Linked DNA regions of Canis lupus: region 1 is linked to region 2. The links are chromatin contacts, called in public Hi-C maps. All regions are on one chromosome and are shown on one strand. Each heading gives the region's core, a stretch centred on a gene start, on an enhancer-like site or on the middle of the called end of the contact. The rest is flanking DNA. Distances are from core to core; before and after follow the strand shown.

The links. A called contact is a pair of places that touch in the nucleus more often than the background predicts.
Region 1: a Hi-C map of blood shows a contact between it and region 2, with 4 times the contacts expected there. The contact joins the promoter of REV3L here to the promoter of MFSD4B in region 2. A contact is called at or near these places in 2 of 9 Hi-C or Micro-C datasets (both in blood).

Annotation. Positions count from the first base shown.
Region 1 is chr12:68,357,966-68,360,665 of UU_Cfam_GSD_1.0, reverse strand. REV3L (DNA polymerase zeta catalytic subunit) reads left to right here and starts at 1,444. Exons shown (of 32, transcript XM_038554964.1): 1 at 1,444-1,677. The coding sequence starts at 1,539. LOC119874234 reads right to left here and starts at 847. Exons shown (of 4, transcript XM_038554977.1): 1 at 694-847. The coding sequence starts at 836.
Region 2 is chr12:68,148,002-68,150,701 of UU_Cfam_GSD_1.0, reverse strand. MFSD4B (sodium-dependent glucose transporter 1) reads right to left here and starts at 1,409. Exons shown (of 4, transcript XM_038554963.1): 1 at 1,330-1,409. It overlaps LOC111098398 (a long non-coding RNA gene), which reads left to right and starts at 1,959. Exons shown (of 4, transcript XR_005368155.1): 1 at 1,959-2,054; 2 at 2,542-2,700.

The sequences.
Region 1 (2,700 bases), core at 195-2,694, 210 kb before region 2:
GGGGGGGGGGAAGTTGTTTTGTTGAACACTTCTTCCCTACCTCCTTTTGCCTTTAGGTAATGGGTAACGGGTGTCCGCGTCTGACGCGGTGACTTTCACGGGGGCTCTACACCTCCGGCCGAACGCTTCTCTGAAAGGCTCTTAATCCTGAATTCCGCGGGGGGAGGTCGGTCACCCAGCGCGGACAAGTGCTTCCTCGGACGCGCACGCGCACAGACGCGCACACGGACGCGCACACGGACGCGCACACAACCGCGCACGCGCGCGCCCGGGCCGCAGCCTGAGGCGCTGAGGAGGAACCCGAGGAAGGATCTGTTCGCGCGGGAGGACGACGCCGCGGTGGGAAACCCCGGATCTGCCCGGCCCTGCCCGGCCCTGCCCGGCCCAGCTAAGCGGAGCCGAGCGGGAACACGTCCCTCCGGGGGGCCGCGCGCAGACACCGCAGCGCCGCGGGAAGGAGGGGGCGCCGGGGCCGCCCTCCTATAGGCCGAGGCCCGCGCCCGCGCGCCCCCGCCCCTCGCGCCGCCCCCGGGCCACGCGCGGAGCCGCCGCGATACCTGAGAAGGGCCGGCTGCGTCCGCCTCCGCCTCCGCGCCCGGCCCCGCCCGCCCTCCCGCGAGGCCGCGGCGGCACGAGATCTGCGCCCCGCCGCCCGCCGCCCGCCTCCCGCCTCCCGCGGGCGGGCTTTCTTACCTCGTAAAACGCCGTCTCGGCGGCCGCCCCCGCCTCCTCCGCAGGATGTGAAATGGCGGTCGCCTAGGCGAGCGCGAGCGATCCCCGGCCAATCCCGCCGAGCCGCCCGAGCGGCCCCGACCCCCCTCCCGCATCCATGACATCGGCGCTCCGCCCCCCCCCCCCCACGCAGGTGGCCGTGCCCACCGGCCGAGTCATCGATCCCCGCGCCCGGCGCGGGCCCAGCCTCCCCGCCCCCCCCCCCCCCCGCGGCCTCCTCCCTCGCTGCGAGCCCGGGGGGGCGGGGGAGAAAACACCTCCTCGGCCCCCGCCGGGGTGTCCCGCTCGGGTGCCCGCCCCGCTCCCTCCCTTTCCCGCCGCGTCCCCTCCCCCCGCCCCCCCACGCGCACACACACACACGCACGCACGCGCGCGCGCACTCGCGCACCCCCCCCCGCCCCCCCGCCTCCCCTCCCCCAGTGGTTGCGTCCGTGACATCATCATCATGGCAACAAGAGCTGCAGCCTGGGACCGAGGAGCCCGTGTGATTCCCGGCGGCGGCGGCAGCGGCGGCAGCAGCAGCACGGACGGAAGCGCCAGGGCGTCTCTGCTGTCGCCCGTCGCCGGGTGCTCGTGAGGAGGCGGCGGCAGCAGTGCCAGCAGCGAGCGCCCCGCCCGCCGCCCGCCGCCCGCTCGCCGCGTCTGTGTGTGAGGGGAGGGGGCCGAGCCGAAGCGGGGAGGGGGCGCCGCCGCCGTGGGGCCGTCGCTGCGGAGGAAGCCGCCGCCGCCGCCGCCGCCGCTGCTGCCGCCGCCAGATCGCCCGTGAGGAGGAGGAGGAGGAGGAGGCGGTGGCGGCGGCGGCGAACATGTTTTCAGTGAGGATAGTGACCGCCGACTACTACATGGCCAGCCCGCTGCGGGGCCTGGACACCTGCCTGTGCCCCCTCACCCAGGCCCCTGTCAAGAAGGTGCCGGTGGTGCGAGTCTTCGGAGCGACCCCGGCAGGTAAGCGGGCGCGGGGCGCGGGCGGGAGCCGGCGGGGCGCCCGGGCTGCCCTCCCCTCGCCGCCGCGCACTCGCGCGCTCGCCGCCGCCTCCCCTCCCTCCCTCCCTCCCTCCGCGCCTCTCCCCGGGTGCGTGACAAGAGGCGCCGCGACGTGGGTCCGCGCGGCCGCCGCGCCCCCTCCTCCCGGGCGCCGGGTGTTGGCAGCGCGCGCGGCGGCCGGGAGCCGGAGCCGCAGCGCGGGCCGCGGGGGCGGGCGGGGGGGCAGGTGGCCGCGCCGTGTCCTCCGGGACGCGCTGAGGTCGCCCGCCGGGGGGACTGCGGTGGCCGCCCCGCTGCCGCCCCGCCGCCTCCCCCGTCTGGAGGGGGCCCTGAGGGGCCGAGGAAGGGTCAGCGCTCCCCGCGCGGCCTCACGCCGCCGCCCGCCGCCGCCCGCCTCTGCCCCTTCCGGAGCGCGGCGCCTGAGGAATCCCGCCCCCTGAGGGGACCGTGGGGCTCCGCGGCGAGCGCGGGTCGGGGACGACTCCTCGGAGACCCGAGCCTCCGGGGCCCCGGGCGGCGGCCGCTCGAGGGAAGGGGCGCGTCGTCGCTCGCCCGGCGGCCGCACCTCGCGCCCGGTGGCGCGAACGCCTGAGGAGCCGCGGCCCCCGTCGGAGACGTGCCCCCCACGCCGAGCCGCGGGGCCGCGTGTAAAGACACGTCATCCTGACCGCAAGAACCGCTCGGATGCCCGAGTGGGGTCGGGCCGGCGGGGGGGGGCAGTGACGGGAGCTCTTGGGGACGTGGGGTCACGCCGCTAAGGGCGGGGGCCAGATGGGCAGGGCCTCGCGTGGCCGTGGAGGGGTGCGCGCTGTGAGCCGCCTGCAGCTCCCGGAGGCCGCGCTCCCCTCCGCTGCGGGCTGCGGGCTGCCCTGCGCCTGCGGGGTCTGGGGCAGCGTTTCCCACTTGATGCTCCGCGCCCCGGTCGCGCTGGGTCTTCCTCCTCCCGTTTCTGCGGGGCCACGCGAGATAACGGCTCTACCCAAC
Region 2 (2,700 bases), core at 160-2,659:
CTCATGAATAAATAAATAATTTTTTTAATGTTTCTAATGGGTCTATGCTTCAAGAATAATTTATCCTACTGGCATCTGGGTGGCTCAGCTGGTTGAGTCAGTCTTGGGCTCAGGTGGTGATCCCGCGGTCCTGGGATCCAGCCCAGTGTCAGGCTCTCTACTCCTCTGCCACTCTGCCTGTGCATGCACACTCACTCACTTACTGTCAAATAAATAAAATCTTAAAAAAAAAAAAAAAAAAAAAGAATTCCTTCTAATTGGACTGCTCTGCTTGAAACACTTGGGTGTGCGTCCTGCCCAAGCCGGAGCAGTCCCAAACTGAGAGCTGAGCAAGCACTTGGTATGGGGAGGGGAGGCTGAGCTGCATCTGCAATCCAATCACTTCCTGCCTGCAAAGCACCCAAAACAGGACCTGGCACCAGTGCCCTGCAATGATTTTTCTTTTTTCATATCATCAAAATCCTCCAAGAATCCGTTGTGGTTCAAGAGAAAGACGCTGAGTGACCAGGGATGACTGTCCTCAGAGGACTCACCCTAGTGAATCCCCAAGATCCCCATTCATCAGGCCGGGGATGACAGGGAGACCTCCACAAATAAGGGAGTCGTGGGGCAGCCACGGGGGTGTCAGAAGGCGGTTCTAGGGATCCCTGCGGGGCTCAGCGGTTGAGCGCCCGCCTTTGGCCCAGGGCGTGACCCTGGAGACCCGGGATCGAGTCCCACGTCGGGCTCCCTGCGTGGGGCCTGCTTCGGCCTCTGTCTCTGCCTCCGTGTGTGTGTCTCATGAATAAATAAATACAATCTAAAAAAAAAAAAAAAGAAGAAGAAGAAGAAGAAGGCGCTTCTAGCCCTGCAGTTTGCTCTAAGGAAGACGCGGGGGACCTAAAGGTCTGTCTGTGCACGGCTGCGGGCAGAACGAGAGCTTATTCCTGGCTCCCGCACGGAAAGCCGGCTGCGTGGTGCAGAAAAGTCCTTTTCCCTCTCGGGTCCTGTTTCCTCCACCTGCAAACATAAGGAGTCGGCTGAATCTGGCCAGACAAGGAAGAGGAAATCCCAGGGAAGCAGCTTTGGGGGATAACTTGGCATCTGCGTGGGCTGGAGGGGCAGGGGCTCCACACCCGACCCCCCCCCCCCCCCGGGAGGTGCCCAGATCTCGGGGGAAAACCAACTTCGCACTGAACAGCGCTCGGGCGGCGGGGCTGTGCCCGTTCTGCAGATTCGGCCCCGAAGGCCGGCGCCGACGACCGCGCCCAAGGTCACCAGCCGGCGGGCGGCGGAGGCGAGCCGCGAACCTCCCGCCCCGGCCCCGCAGCCTCGGGCCCCCGCGCTCACCAGCCCCAGGAAGGCGGCGCACAGCACCGCGGTGATGAGCCAGCGCAGCCTGCGCCCGGCCCCGCGGCCCCGCCGGGAGCCCGCCGCCGCCGCCGCCGCCGCCTCATTCTCCGCTGCGGCCGCGGCCTGGAGGAGCCGCTGCCCGGCAGCCGGCGCCCCGGCCCCGCGCACGTCCAGCTCCAGGTCCAGCTCCAGCTCGGCGGCTGCGGAGAAGCGCTCAGGCGGCCGCCCCGCCGCGCCTCGGGGACCCGCCGCCGAGCCCCGCCCCCAGGCCCGGAGGCCCCGCCCCTCCAGGCCTGGCGGCGCCTCGAGAACCGGCCGCCGAGCCCTGGCCCCGCCCCCCACAGGCCCGGAGGCCCCGCCCCACACACGACGGCCCCGCTCCCTGCCCCGCCTCCCCGCGCGGCGGCCCATCCGCGCCTCAGGGACCGGCCGCCGAGCCCCAGCCCCGCCCCTCCAGGCCCCGCCCCCCGGACTTCCGAACTCGCGACGCCCGCCCCTCAGCACGCCCGGGGGCCGCGCGGGGTCACGTGGCGGAAGTGCGGCCTCCCGCCCGCCGCGGCCGCTCGCTCCCAAACCGGAAGTTTATGTGGTTGCCTGGGAGACCGGACGGGGCGCCCCGGGCGGCCCCGTGACACGCGCGGCGGAGCCCACGGAGGCCGGGCGAGCGGGCGCCCCGCGGCGGAGGGAGCGGCAGCTGCAGCCCGGGGCGCGGGGACGGTGAGGTAAGACGCGGCCGCGCCCCGGTACCGAGGGGAAGGCTGAGCCCCGGGACAGCGTCCAGGCGTGCCGTCCTCCTCCGCGCCCCTTGGAGATGCTCGCCCGCTGTCGGCCGCGTGCGGAAGCGTCTCCGGGAACCCCGAGGCAGCCCTGCAGGTGCGCTGCTCCGCGTGCGGCCGGACGGTTAAGTCGGGCTGAGCAGCGGCTTGCCCCGGGCAGGCAGACGGGGCGGGGGGCGGCCGGAGCTCAGCCCAGGGCGGTTGCAGGCTCCGGCCCCGGCCCCGGCCCCGCAAACCACGCCGCCGTCGTCGCCCAGCGCAGCGGGACGCGGATTTCCAGGGGCCCGGGCCGCAGGTGCGCCAGCGGGGACGGCAGGCCTGGTCCTCCTGATCCGATTCCAGCTCTCCGTTGCCTTTCTGCTCTTTGACCAAATGTTTGTTTTATTACCCGTTGGAAATGTTCTTCTGCACCCGACTGCCTCTCCCCACTTAGGCTCCCGGACTACAGACCCTTCCAGCCCAGCCAGCTCTCCAGCCCCCTGCACTGGGTCATGAAGCCCTTCCCAGTTTACCTCCAAGCACAGATGCTGTGCCGTAGGAGAACCTGCTTTAGACGTCAGGGTCACGGAAGGCCGCTTTGAGAGGAGACTGA